Linked DNA regions of Bos taurus: region 2 is linked to region 1. A link is a contact called in public Hi-C data. All regions are on one chromosome and are shown on one strand. Each heading gives the region's core, a stretch centred on a gene start, on an enhancer-like site or on the middle of the called end of the contact. The rest is flanking DNA. Distances are from core to core; before and after follow the strand shown. Region 1 holds the start of FRS3 (fibroblast growth factor receptor substrate 3). Region 2 holds the start of TAF8 (TATA-box binding protein associated factor 8).

Evidence for each region. Hi-C and Micro-C count contacts between places; a contact is called where the count stands out from the background.
Region 2: a contact with region 1 is called in a Hi-C map of skeletal muscle, with 7 times the contacts expected there. The contact joins the promoter of TAF8 here to the promoter of FRS3 in region 1. A contact is called at or near these places in 5 of 11 Hi-C or Micro-C datasets (8-cell embryo, liver, skeletal muscle and 2 more).

What each region holds. Positions count from the first base shown.
Region 1 is chr23:15,591,390-15,597,584 of ARS-UCD2.0, forward strand. FRS3 (fibroblast growth factor receptor substrate 3) reads right to left here and starts at 1,599. Exons shown (of 7, transcript NM_001098918.2): 1 at 1,552-1,599. It overlaps PRICKLE4 (prickle planar cell polarity protein 4), which reads left to right and starts at 2,429. Exons shown (of 7, transcript XM_059880569.1): 1 at 2,429-2,484; 2 at 4,716-4,859; 3 at 5,516-5,623. The coding sequence starts at 4,824.
Region 2 is chr23:15,793,070-15,799,153 of ARS-UCD2.0, forward strand. TAF8 (TATA-box binding protein associated factor 8) reads left to right here and starts at 1,579. Exons shown (of 9, transcript NM_001101200.2): 1 at 1,579-1,641; 2 at 2,426-2,582; 3 at 5,381-5,479; 4 at 5,802-5,864. The coding sequence starts at 1,597. It also overlaps a transcript of CCND3 not described here.

The sequences.
Region 1 (6,195 bases), core at 349-2,848:
ATGACTTGCTGTCAGTCCATCCCACTGGGATATCCGTTCCAGGCTCTAATGGTATATAAATGCCAATGAAGAAAGATCAAGGCCAAAGGGACCACAAATTCTAAGCCCCGTAGGCCCTGAGAGGGAAAGACTCCCCTGGAAACAGTGACTTTGAAGTCCGAGACAGGCCAGAACATTTTAAGTCACTTCTAGACCTCCTCTGAATCCTGTTACAACCAATACCAAGATCATCACCTTACCTTTGCAGAGAACTTGAACTCTACAGAGAGATCTCTCAAGAAGACATGAAGATGTATTGGAAAGAGCAATGGCTTAAGATTCAGGAAACCAATATTCTAGTTTTTATGTTGCTGCTAAGTATCACAGAGAGTGTGCCAAGCAGATCCTCCATCGCCACCCACAACTCCCACCCCAACGCCTTTAAGGGAAACAGCTTTCCAGTTTTTACGAGAAACAGCTGTAAACTATGGAGCTTCACGTCTAGAAGTAAGTACATAGGACAAACACCACTAAAATCAACATTTTCCTCTTCTAGGACAAGCTCCTTCAATCTCACATTTGCAACCTTGATAGACTTTCTGTTCTCCAAGCTCCAAAAGGCCTATAACTTAACATAAATGCTATCAACCAAAATTTCAGTAATCTGAGCCCTAGGTGGACAAGTCAACAAGCCAGGACCCTGGAGATCCTTGAAATCCCACTCTCCTGGAAAAACAAGGTCATTTCCCAGGGCCCCAGGTGCTCCCCATTTTTGGGTACTTTCCAGGTAAAAGGACCCCTGCCCTCTGTCTGGCTTACTCTCTGGAAGGGGCAGTGGGCTGAGGAAGATGTGCACAGCTGGGTAAAGACGGGCAGCTGGGTAAATACTGGGGCTTGAGCCACCAACAGGGAGTCTGGGGGTGAAGCCAAGAACTGCAGGGTGCAAGATCGGTGAGGGCGCTGTATCTTTTCCTGTTTCCTTCACTGCTCTTAAAGATACCAGGACATATGACAGCCCAGCTAAGGGGGTGACATCGGGTGACAGGAGGAGAAGGCTCTGCTCTGAGACAGGTGTGGACTGGGTGTAGGAGTTTGAGGTTATGGGGACTCAAAACGTGTGAAAGGGATTGGGGAAAGGTGGACAAATGCTTTGGATTTGAGCACGGTGCAAGGAGAATGGAGAAGCCTGAAGACTTGGAGGAATTTCAGGACGGTGGAAGCATCTGGGTTCATCCCAGAGAGAATGGTGGTTCTGGGGGCGTAGCAGGGGAATTTGCAGGAGACAGGGGTTCTCGGGACTCCAGGACACGCGAAGGTGTGTCGGGGGTGGGGATGGGGTGGTTGTGGGAGGTCAGAGGCAGATTTAGGTAACAGAATTGACGGGAATTTCTAGATGCCGGGAAGGAATAGGGAAGGTCAGGGCCGCGCGTAGTCCCTAATGCCCGCCCCCAGCCCCGGGGCTCCACCGCCCGCCCTCCCGGGACTTCCTCGGGAGGGAGCGGAGACTGCGGCGAAGCGCGGTGCGGCCTCGGTGGAGCCGCTTCGTCCCCGCCCAGCCGCACCCCGACTCACATCGCCCCACGGCCCGGGCTGCGCCGGGCCCCGCTCCCGGGTCCCACTGCAGCAGCCGCCGCCCGCCCGGAGCTAAGGCCTCCCCACCCGGCAGCGGCGGGGTCGGAGGTCACCGGCTGCACCAACGAGACGCTGCGGGCAGGCGGACCCGATCGGGGGCGACCGGCGCGCAGCCTAGAAGGTCCCTTTGGAGGACTTTGCAGCAGCGAGCAGGGAGCATGCGCAGACACCAGAGGGCGCTCCGGGCCAGCGGCAGAGCTCGCCTAGCGGGGACGGGGCGGAGCCTGGGGTGGGGGCGGGGCTAAGGGCGGGGCTGAGGGAACCAAAGGTTTCCACTCCCGGGATAAGAAAAAGGACCCGAGCCGGGGCGGGACCGGGGAGAAACACGAAAGATGGGGGAGGAACTTGAAGGGATGGAAAGGGGAAGGGTGGTACAAGGGACCCCCAGAAAGGGGCTGGGGACAAGGGGGAGGGAATTAGGTGGGGGTAGGGACACACAGACAAGGACGGGTCTAGGAGACCAGAAGGAAGGTCTGGGGGGACCTGCAGGCTTCGAAAGGCGTTCTGTTCAGCGAGTGCTTGAGGACCCGGCATAACGATGGCTCCTGGGTGTCTGCTCAGCGCCCGCAGAGATGCGGTCCCAGGACTAAGCCCACGGGCGTGGGGGCAGTGGAGCCTGCACCGTTTTCACCCGATATCCCTCAAATGCTTTCCTTCACTTAGCAGCTCTAGGCCCCTCCCCGAGCCGTCGGGCCCTACCAGCCCGGGAGAGGCGGACGGGGCCCGCCGGGCGGGGAGGGGGGTGCTGGGAGAGGAAGGGCCGAGCTCCCGGGGGCGGGCAGAGGCGGGCGCCTAGATCTGGAGGTGGAGACTGGGTGAGGGGCCCGACAGCGGCGTCTGTGCAGAACCGCCCAGAGACCGGCGCTCTGCAAGGTGAGACCCCAGCGGACTCCCGTCCCCTCTCCTAAACTCCAGCAGCCGGACTGGGAACCCCAACTGACTCGGGAACCACACCGCGTCCCGCTTCGGAGGTGGGCCCCGAGAAACCCAAGAAAAAACTTGGGGATCTGTCAAGAGGGCACTTGGCAGTACCAGAAACTTCTCGAACCTTTCTTCCTCTCTCTGTCCGGGAAATCTTTCATCCCTTACACCCCACCCCCCAACTTCCCAATCCCTAGCCTCTGCCTTTCAGGAAAGTAGAACTCCTGAGCCCGTTTACACCTGCGCCCGACTGGGAGGGGGTTCAGTCTTGTATTATTTGTAAGGGGGGGAGGAGAATTCTGGAAGGAATCCAGCATGTTAGTAAGATGGAGTCCAGTGCTAAGTGAACGTGCAGTTATCCAGTCCAGGGGTGAGGCGTGAGGAGTGAGGACTGATTTCTGAGCGTTGGTCCTGTGTGAGACGGTTTCATGCAAACTAGACGGAGGAGCCTGGTGGGCTGCAGTCCATGGGGTCGCGAAGAGTCGGACACGACTGAGCAACTTCCCTTTCACTTTTCACTTTCATGCATTGGAGAAGGAAATGGCAACCCACTCCAATGTTCTTGCCTGGAGAATCCCAGGGATGGCGGAGCCTGGTGGGCTGCCGTCTATGGGGTCGCACAGAGTCGGACACGACTGAAGCAACTTAGCAGCAGCAGCAGCAGCAGCAGAACCTGGAAAAGAGGGTCTCAGTCCCCTCCTGGCCCTGGGTGTGAACAGCCCATCCTGGTTGCTTTCCACAGGAAAGCTGACCTGAGGGACAGAACAGGAAGGAAGCAGATGGGTGTGGAGCCAGGAAGCTGGGAAGGGTGTCAGAGGGTGAGGGCTCAGGGCTAGGAAGCCATATAATTTTTATGGTCCAAACCCTGTACCCAGCCCTAAAGCTGGGTCTCACGGAGGCTAGGGATTTGATGATCCCTTCCGGTGCCCAGCTGCCATCCCAGCTCTCAAAGGCAACTTCCTCCTCTAAAGCTTCCCTTAGCCTTCTAATGTGACCTCAGGCAAGTTAGTTAACCTCAGTTTGTTTCAACCGTAAAATGGGGTAATAGAAACTACTTCACAGGATTGTTGTGAGGATGATTATGTAACATGGTAGAAAAGTCTCTGCATGCAGTGGGTGCTAAGTTGCTTCAGTGGATTGCCATGCCTTCCTCCAGGGGATCTTCCCCACCCAGGTATTGGACCTGAGTCTCTGACTCCTGCATTGGCAGGGGGCTTCTTTACCACTAGCACCACCTGGGAAGCCCCAGAAAAGCCCCTGGCACAGAGTAAATATTCTAGAAAAGTTTAGTCTTTTTTTTTTTTTTTTCTTCCTAGGATGCTGTGTCTATCTGCCCAGAATCCTGGCCCCATGCTGTCTGGTTTCATCCATGCCTGACCCAGTAGACGATGAGCTTGTTATGGGCAGGGTTCATCCCTTTACCACTTCAGTAGTCACCTCCCATCCCCAAGAAAATGTAGCCATAGCAGGATTCGCCCAGAGGAGGGCTAAAGAATTGCACTTAGAATTATCCACTGAAGTTGCTACTAGAGACAGAAGATAGAAGCACAGGATTTTCCTGTCCTGGAAGAGCTGATAGACCAGACGAGGAGCTGAGAGAGGCACGGGGGCAAAGAGGAACACTAGGTGAGAAATCTGGGGACACTCACTGTACCTATTTCTGGAGCATAGGGAAAGGTGAGCTGGTATGGGCTGGAGAGGCTAAGAAGTGGTTCTTTGACCTGGCCGAAGCCTAGTCGGAGAAGTGAGAAGAGATGAGGAAGCAGGCTTCCTGGGTGCTGAGTGCCCAGTGAGGAACAGTGGGAGTTATGACTGGGGAGGTGGGGAACAGGGGCCAGTCTACCCAAAGGCTCACGGGAAAGGTGGCTTGTCTCCCTCTTCCATTACAGGGCTCTGCTTTCCTCCATCCCAGTGCTGGGAGACCCTAGAGTTGGAGCTTCAGAAACTCTGGAGCTGAAAGCTTTGGCCTCAAAATCTGACTCTGCCATTTACTAGCGTTGTGACCTTGAGTAGACCACTTATTGAGCCTCATTTGGACCATCTGTAAAATGGTGACCGGAATACCACCTAACTCATGTAGTTGATGGGAGGACTGATGGAGATAATGCCTGTAAAGCACTTAGCCTGCCTAGCTCATTGTTATGGTCAAATAAATGGGAGGCCTCTTGCTGTTTTCTATGCAGACTTTACCACCAGTGTCACTGCTGAATTCTGGCTGGCCCCACCGAGTAAAGAGGCTGGCCTCTCCAGAGCTGAATCCACCAGTCAACTCAGACAGCGATCCAGAAACCATGCCCAAGGAGGACCCTGAGGAGACCTCTGCTCAGGTGGGAGGAGTCCTGCCCTTCCCTCTGAGATTGCCATCCCCTTCATCCTCTGGACCTCTTCCCATTTCCACCAAATGGGAGATAGTTAGTTAGCCTTTGTGTCCAGCTTCTTGCAACCCTTTTCCTTTGCAGGAATCCCTGTCCATATAGCCCCCTCAGAACACAGGGGTTCAACTTCTCTACCTTATTTTTTTTTTTCCCCCAATTTGGTTGTGCTGTACAGCTTGTAGAATCTTAGTTCCCCAACCAGGGATTGAACCTGGGACCTTGGCAATGAAAGCACAGAGTCCTAACCACTGGACCACAAGGAAATTCTTCAGCTTCCTTAAACTTATTCACACGTATACATGAATTCTCTCCTACTGGGCTTATGTTGCCAAAGCAGAACCTCGGGGGTTTGGCCCTAAGGAGTGAAGGGGGTGATTTCAAGCATAAGAAGGGAAGATGTTTTGGGGTGTGTCCCGCTAACCTGCCTCAGTGAGACCACAAACACGAGAGTGGATCAACTGTCCTTGTGATCGTGAAGGAAGAGTCTCCAAATGCAGGAGGGTGGACACTGTTGTGGATTGATGAAGAGGTGGCGATGAAGGAGGAAGGGCGGGAGGGGAAGGAAGGACAAACCGAGCTCTGCCCCTCTCCTTTTGCTGTTTCCTCAGGATCCTGAAGTTCTGAGCTGGGGGCATCCTGGCCTGGACACCACCCCAGCCCCCAGTTGGCCTGTGCTCCGGAGCCTCCTCCAGCAGCTCCCTCCACAGGACAGTGATGTGGGTCTCCCTCTCCCCAGCTTTCCTCTCTCTTGCCTCCCTCTCTTTACTTACTGTGGGAAGAAGCGAGGTACAGAAGGAAGGGAGGCACAAATTTACAGCCTAGATATGCCACTAATTGGGGGAAGTCATCCCCCCACCCCTGGCCTGAGCTTTCATGTCTACACAATGTGGGCAGTGACATCCGCTCTGTCCACCACCACACTTAGCTGAAGAGCAAATGAGAAAATGAACATGACCAGCTTTTGAACCTGATAATGGAATGTACAAATGTAGAGCGTATGGTGGTTAAGTATTTATTGAGGCCCCTATGTGTGCCCAGCCTAAAGGCTTACAATTCAACTGGGGAGGTGAGGCAGGAGAATATGGAATAGGGGAAATCCAGTGGGAAGTGATAGTGAGCTACAGCTCATTGGGAGCCAGGATCTAAATACTGGGTTGGTCAAAAAGTCCATTTGGGTTCTTCCATTTGATGTTACAGAAAATCCTGAATGAACATTTTGGCCAAGCCAGTACAGGAAGATGGGCTAAGTGCTACGGGGCTGTCAGGACCTGAGCGATCACCATTCCTT
Region 2 (6,084 bases), core at 329-2,828, 200 kb after region 1:
ATCGACCGTGGCCGCACACACTCTCTCCCGCCGCCTCTGGCTTCTGTCTGGGGAGGTGTGTGTGTGTGGGGGGGTCGCCACCTCCAGCCTTGGGGAGGGGCGTGCACCCCTCCCCCAGGCGCCCAAACAGAACCAGCCTCCGCCGCCGCAGACGCGGCGTGTTTACAAAGTCGGCGCCTAGCCGCCAATCCCGAGTTTAAAGCTGGGCAGGAAGTGGGGAAGAGGGGGCGGGGGAGACAAAGGGGCTGGGTGCTCCGCTCTGCGAAGGTTTGGGCCCCGACTCCTCCCGGCGGCTCGCCAGGCGCCGCGACCCTGACCCTCAGACCCCGCCCCACGCGTCCCACGCGCCCCAGGTGAGGGGGTGATGGGGGTGCCCCCCAGGCACAGGTGCTCCCGGCGGGCAGGCGCGGCGCAGGTTTCCAGACATCGGCCTCTGAGCATTTTCCACTCATCCGTTCGCCACGCAGGAAATAAACAACATTAGGCGTTGTTTCTTGACCTCTTACTCTACGCCTGCACAATCATAGACCCTTCGTCTGTATTAGCTCACCCCCAACCCCCATCCATCTCATTCCATACTAGTTTTACAAGAGAGGAAACTGAGGCACAGTGAAGTCAGGCAATGTATCCGAAGACCCAGAGCTGGCGAGTTCTGGGGTTCAAATCCAACCTCTGCGTCCTGCCAGACACTCGCAAACAGGGGTGCACGGAAGACCCTCCCCCCCATCCTGAGGAGGCTGACCCGCGAGCGAACCACAGATAACCACAGGCACCGCGTGGACGCAACGGCCTGGGAGGGAGACGGGCCAGCGACAGCCTCCAGCCAGCAGCGCCTTCAGGCTCACCCGCAAACACCTGCAGATTCACAAAGGGCGAGAGGGCAGCGTGATGCACCGGAACACCGGAACTGGATGGCTGTGAAGCTCTAGTTCCAAATGGGGCTCCTGGGACCCCAGCACAAAACAGGGTTTCCCTTCAGATTTCCCTCTCAGGAGAATCACCTGGATACTTAAGAATACAGATTCCCAGGCCCCTCTCCTAGACTGCAAATCATGGGGACCCAGCGGGATCCCACACAACCATCCAGGAAAGTTCGGGGCGTCCCAGAGATGTGCTTTTCATGAAAAAGCGATTTCATTTAAAAACAGGTGTGAAACCTTGGGCTCATTTTCCGGGGCAAACTTCCGGGTCTCACTGAACCCACCGCTCACAAAAGGTCACGTGAGCCGGGGTGGGGGTGGGGGTGGGGGAGGTCACCTTGCGGACCTCGCAAGGCCTCGGAAAGCTCCGCTGGGCGCGCGTCGCCCCGCCCCCTGGCTCTCGCCCCTCCCCGCCCCCTGGCTCTCGCCCCTCCCCGCCCCCTGGCTCTCGCCCCTCCCCGCCCCCTGGCTCCCGCCCCTCCCCGCCCCCTGGCTCCCGCCCCTCCCCGCCCCCTGGCTCCCGCCCGCCCCTCCCCGCCCCCTGGCTCCCGCCCCTCCCCGCCCCCTGGCTCCCGCCCCTCCCCGCCCCGCCCCCTGGCTCCCGCCCCTCCCCGCCCCGCCCCTTAACTACAAGTCCCGTCGTGCCCCGCACTCGCGCACATTACGCCAGGGCAAGATGGCCGACGCGGCGGCCACTGCCGGGGCTGCGGGCTCCGGAACGGTAAGGGCGGGAGGCAGTCGCTGGGCCGGAGCCGAGAGAGTCGGAGCATTCGGCAACTTTCCCCTTACCCTGGCTACGAACCCATACCCAGAAACCCAGCCCCACCCTGAACCCTACGTGGAGGAGGGTCTTTCAGGCCGTACGTGACTCTCCATCTCCCCCCCCCGCGCCATTCTCGAGACTTGGCAGCGGCCTCCGGAGTCGGTGGACCTGTGTACTGATTGGCCCGTTCTTTGTTGGAGGGGGAGGGGTTGGGAACCCGGAACAGCTCCTGATTGGTCCAGTGAGGCCGTTTTCGCCTTCTTATTGGCCCGCTAAAGTTGGGAGGGATTCCCATTTCAAAATAATTTAGGTTTCCTACTTTTTCTGTCGTCTTCTCAGCATCATGTGTTGTTTGTTGCTTTGACTCTCCTCGTTAGTGAAATGGTGTGGAGATGGGAAGAACGAGAAACAGAGATCACTTTTTTTCTGGGAGATGGGCACGAGTTCCAATCCCATCATGCATGTTTTTTCAGCTATATATTCTGAAAATCTGCTAAAATAGAAAAAACAGCCGCTTTGTGTTATGGAATTGTTAAGTGTTAGGTAGGCAGAAAGTTTGTCTCCGAATTTAGAGCCCCTAGGATGCTCAGTTACTGTTCATTTGGCCAAGAGCTATAAATCCAAAGTACCTGTAAGTATTTAGCAAAAGAACCTTTGCTTGCCAGTGACAGTATGTGAGCTCTAATTGCATCATTGTCCAGTGAATAAAAATGTTCTCTGTTTCTGGGCTGCTGATTCACAGAGATCAGGAAGTAAACAGTCCACTAACCCTGCTGATAACTACCATCTGGCCCGGAGGCGAACCCTGCAAGTGGTTGTGAGCTCCCTGCTGACAGAGGCAGGGTTTGAGAGTGCTGAGAAAGCATCTGTGGAAACATTGACAGAGATGCTGCAGAGCTGTAAGTACCAGGAAACGATAGGAAACAGTAGGCCTTCTTCCAGTCAAACATCTGTTCTGTGTCCTGCATCATGATAGCGTTGAAAAGGTTTAAGAAAAGGAAGGACACTGTTAAGCGACTAACAGGCTTTAGAATAAGATAGACCTGGGTGTAAGTTCTCACTCTGCCACTTAATAGCTTGGGTCAACCACTAAACTTCCTGAACCTCAATTTCCTTATGTGTGAAAAGGGGTAATAATTTGCACATTTTGGACTTTTGAGTATAAGTGAGATATATATGTAAAACAGTCAAAGCTGAAAATGTAAGCCCTCAATGACTTGTAGGTGGTATTATTATTACTGTTTGTTCTCTATGCTCAAAGAATTTGCACTTTTATTGGAGAGTCAGGATTAAGTCCCATGAAATAGATGCCACACATTATATAATCAAATGCTATATTATGTGATACAAAGAGTGAGGGAGGATAAGTTTTACAAAATGGAAAAAAAAAAAAAACCCACCACTGCTTTTAAAAGAAAGTATCTTAAGATTTAGGAGCCTGGAATGGTCTCACACAGGGTTGTGCATAATCAATGTATTTCCCTCTTTGGGCCTTGGGTAGGGAAGGGAAGGATGAGATGAGGGATGGGGCATTAAGGTGTTTTGGGAGGAATCAGCCCTGTGAATGGAAGTGAGAGAAAGGTTTAGGTAGAGAGGGAAAAGTTCAAACAAAGAATTGGCCAGCTCAGCAGGGAACCCTGGAGGGATTATTGCCCATCAGAGTTTCTGACAGTAGGCCCCCAAAGCCCTGCCTTTGTAGTCTTGATCAGTCATGGATGTGGGCTGCTCCAGGAAGGGTGTGATCTGGGGTGAGATGACTCTGCAGCTGATGTTTGGGACTTCAAAATACCAAATGTTTTCCTAAAGCAGCTATCTCAAACTCCTTTAGATTCTTAAATATTGAGGGTCCTAAGGAATTTTGTATACATGGGCTTTTTTTTATATAATATTCTCCCTTTTTTTTTTTTTTAATTAAGCTCTTTTGGAGGCAGGGGCTGCTCTAGGTCTTTGTTGCTGCGTGCAGGCTTCCTGCAGATGCAGCGAGCAGGGGCTACTCTAGTTGCCGTGCATAGGCTTCTCATTGCAGTGGCTTCTCTTGTTGCAGATCACAGGCCCCAGGGTGCATGGGCTTTAGTCGTTGCAGAGTGTGGACTCGGTAGCTGTGGTACATGGACTGACTTGCCCTGCGGCATGTGGAATTTTCCTAGACCAAGGATTGAACTTGTATCCCCTGCATTGGCAGGTGGATTCTTAACCACTGGACCACGAGGGAAATATCAACATGGGCTTTATATATAGAGAGATTTTGCCACATTAGAAAATGAAATTGAGAACATCCTAAAACAAGGATGCACATGGACACATTCCATTAGCCAGCAAAGCCATGATGTCATCACAGGTGACATAGCCTCTGGAAAACATGACAGAGAGTGAGAGTGGAAAAAGTCAAAGAATGTCTCATTTTATTATGAAAATACTTAAGTCCACAGGCTTTTTGTGTTTGTGTAAAATGGAGCACAATTTCAGAATTTTCCTGAAACTGCTCATCCACCTCTGAAGCCCATTCATGGAGCCTAGCCTCCTGTTTCCCCTTTCCCCTGAGGGACTTCTGAGTGACTGAAAAAGAGGTTTCAGCTTCAGGTAAAAGAAAAAAAAAACTGACACCCAAATAATAAGACCTTTATTTATTTATTTTTTTGATGGCACAATATACATACCATAAAATTACGATTTTAATTACTTTTAAGCATTCAGTAGTGTTAAATATAGTCACAGTGGTGTCAGCCATCAGCACTGTCCATTTTCAGAACTTTACTTTTTCATGGTTCTGAACAGTAACTCTGTAGCCATGAACAACAGCCCCCTATCCCTCCTTCTTCCCAGCTCCTGGTAACCTCTAATCTAATTTTTGTCCCTATGGATTTTCTTTTTTTCTATATACCTCATGTAAGTGGAATCTTAAAATGTTTGACTGGTTGGCTTATTTCACTTAGCAGGATGTTTTCCAAGTTCATTCATGGGCTTCTCTGGTGGTCCAGTGGTTAAGAATCTGCCTTGCAATGCAGGGGACACGGGTTCAATCCCTGGTTCAAGAAGATTCCACATACCATGGGGCAGCTAAGGCTGTGAGCTCTAGAGCACGTGCTCCACAATAAGACAGGCCACCACAGTGAGAAGCCCGCGCTCCACAGGGAAGAGCAGCCCTCACTCTCTGCAACTAGAGAAAGCCTCTGGGCAGCGACAAAGACCCAGCACAGCCAACAATTTAAAAATTAATAAGTAAATAAATATTTTATAAAAACACAGGAAACCTAGATGGGAGGGAGTTTAGAGGAGAATAGATACATGTATATTATGACTGAGTCCCTTTGCTGTCTACCTGAAACTGTCACAATATTGTTAATTGCATTGGCTATACTCCAATATAAAATACAAAGTTAAGAAAAAAACCAAAAAGTTCATTCATGTATCTTATATCAGAATGCCATTCCTTTTGAAGGCTGAGTAATACTCCGTTAAAGGTATAGACTACATTTTCTGGATCTGTTCCTCTGTGGATGGACGTTGGGTTGTCTCTCCCTTTGGCTGCTGTGAACAGTGCTGCTGTAAACATGCAGACGCAAGTGTCTGTTTGAGTCCCTGTTTTCCTTTCACTTGGGTATATACCTAAGAGTGGAGTTGCTGGCTCATATGATCGTTCTGTGTTTAACCATTTGGGAACTGAGAACAAGACTTTCTGCTTTTGATCCTTCCTTAGACATTTCAGAAATTGGAAGGAGTGCCAAGTCTTACTGTGAGCACACAGCCAGGACCCAGCCCACACTGTCAGATATTGTGGTCACCCTTGTCGAGATGGGTGAGTACATCTCCAGTTTCCATTTCTTTGGTGCAGCTGAGTTGGGAACATGAGAGAGAGAGAGGAGTCCCCAGGAGGCAGGCTGGTCTGCTGAATGTCCTTGAATCTCCTCGTGAGTCTCTGGTTTGCTTTCAGGTTAACAGTTATCACAAGAGGGTTCCTCTGAACCCCTGTAAGAGACCTCTTAACTCCTCTGGGGGACTCTGTTGGAGCTTCCTTTGAGTGGCAGCAAAGTCGGGGGTTTAAACTATTTCACCGCAGCATTACTTCCCCTTCCATGTTTAGTGGCCTAGGCAGTGATTTTTGTTTTCCTGTGTCTTAGGTTTCAATGTGGACACTCTCCCTGCGTATGCAAAACGGTCTCAGAGGATGGTCATCACCGCCCGTAAGTGACTGTGAACCAAGATATCCGATAGTGCTCAATTAATGCTGGTAGAGTGAAGTAATTGAATAGGGCAGGGACTGGTTATAGCTACTGCCTCACTGCAGGCTCCTTTCCATTATTTGGGGCTACCTACAGTGTAATCTTGATTTGGGCCGATGGAATTAGGTTGTGAAATTCATCTCGATGCTACTTGAGAAATATGAGAGTTCTTGTTCCTGCT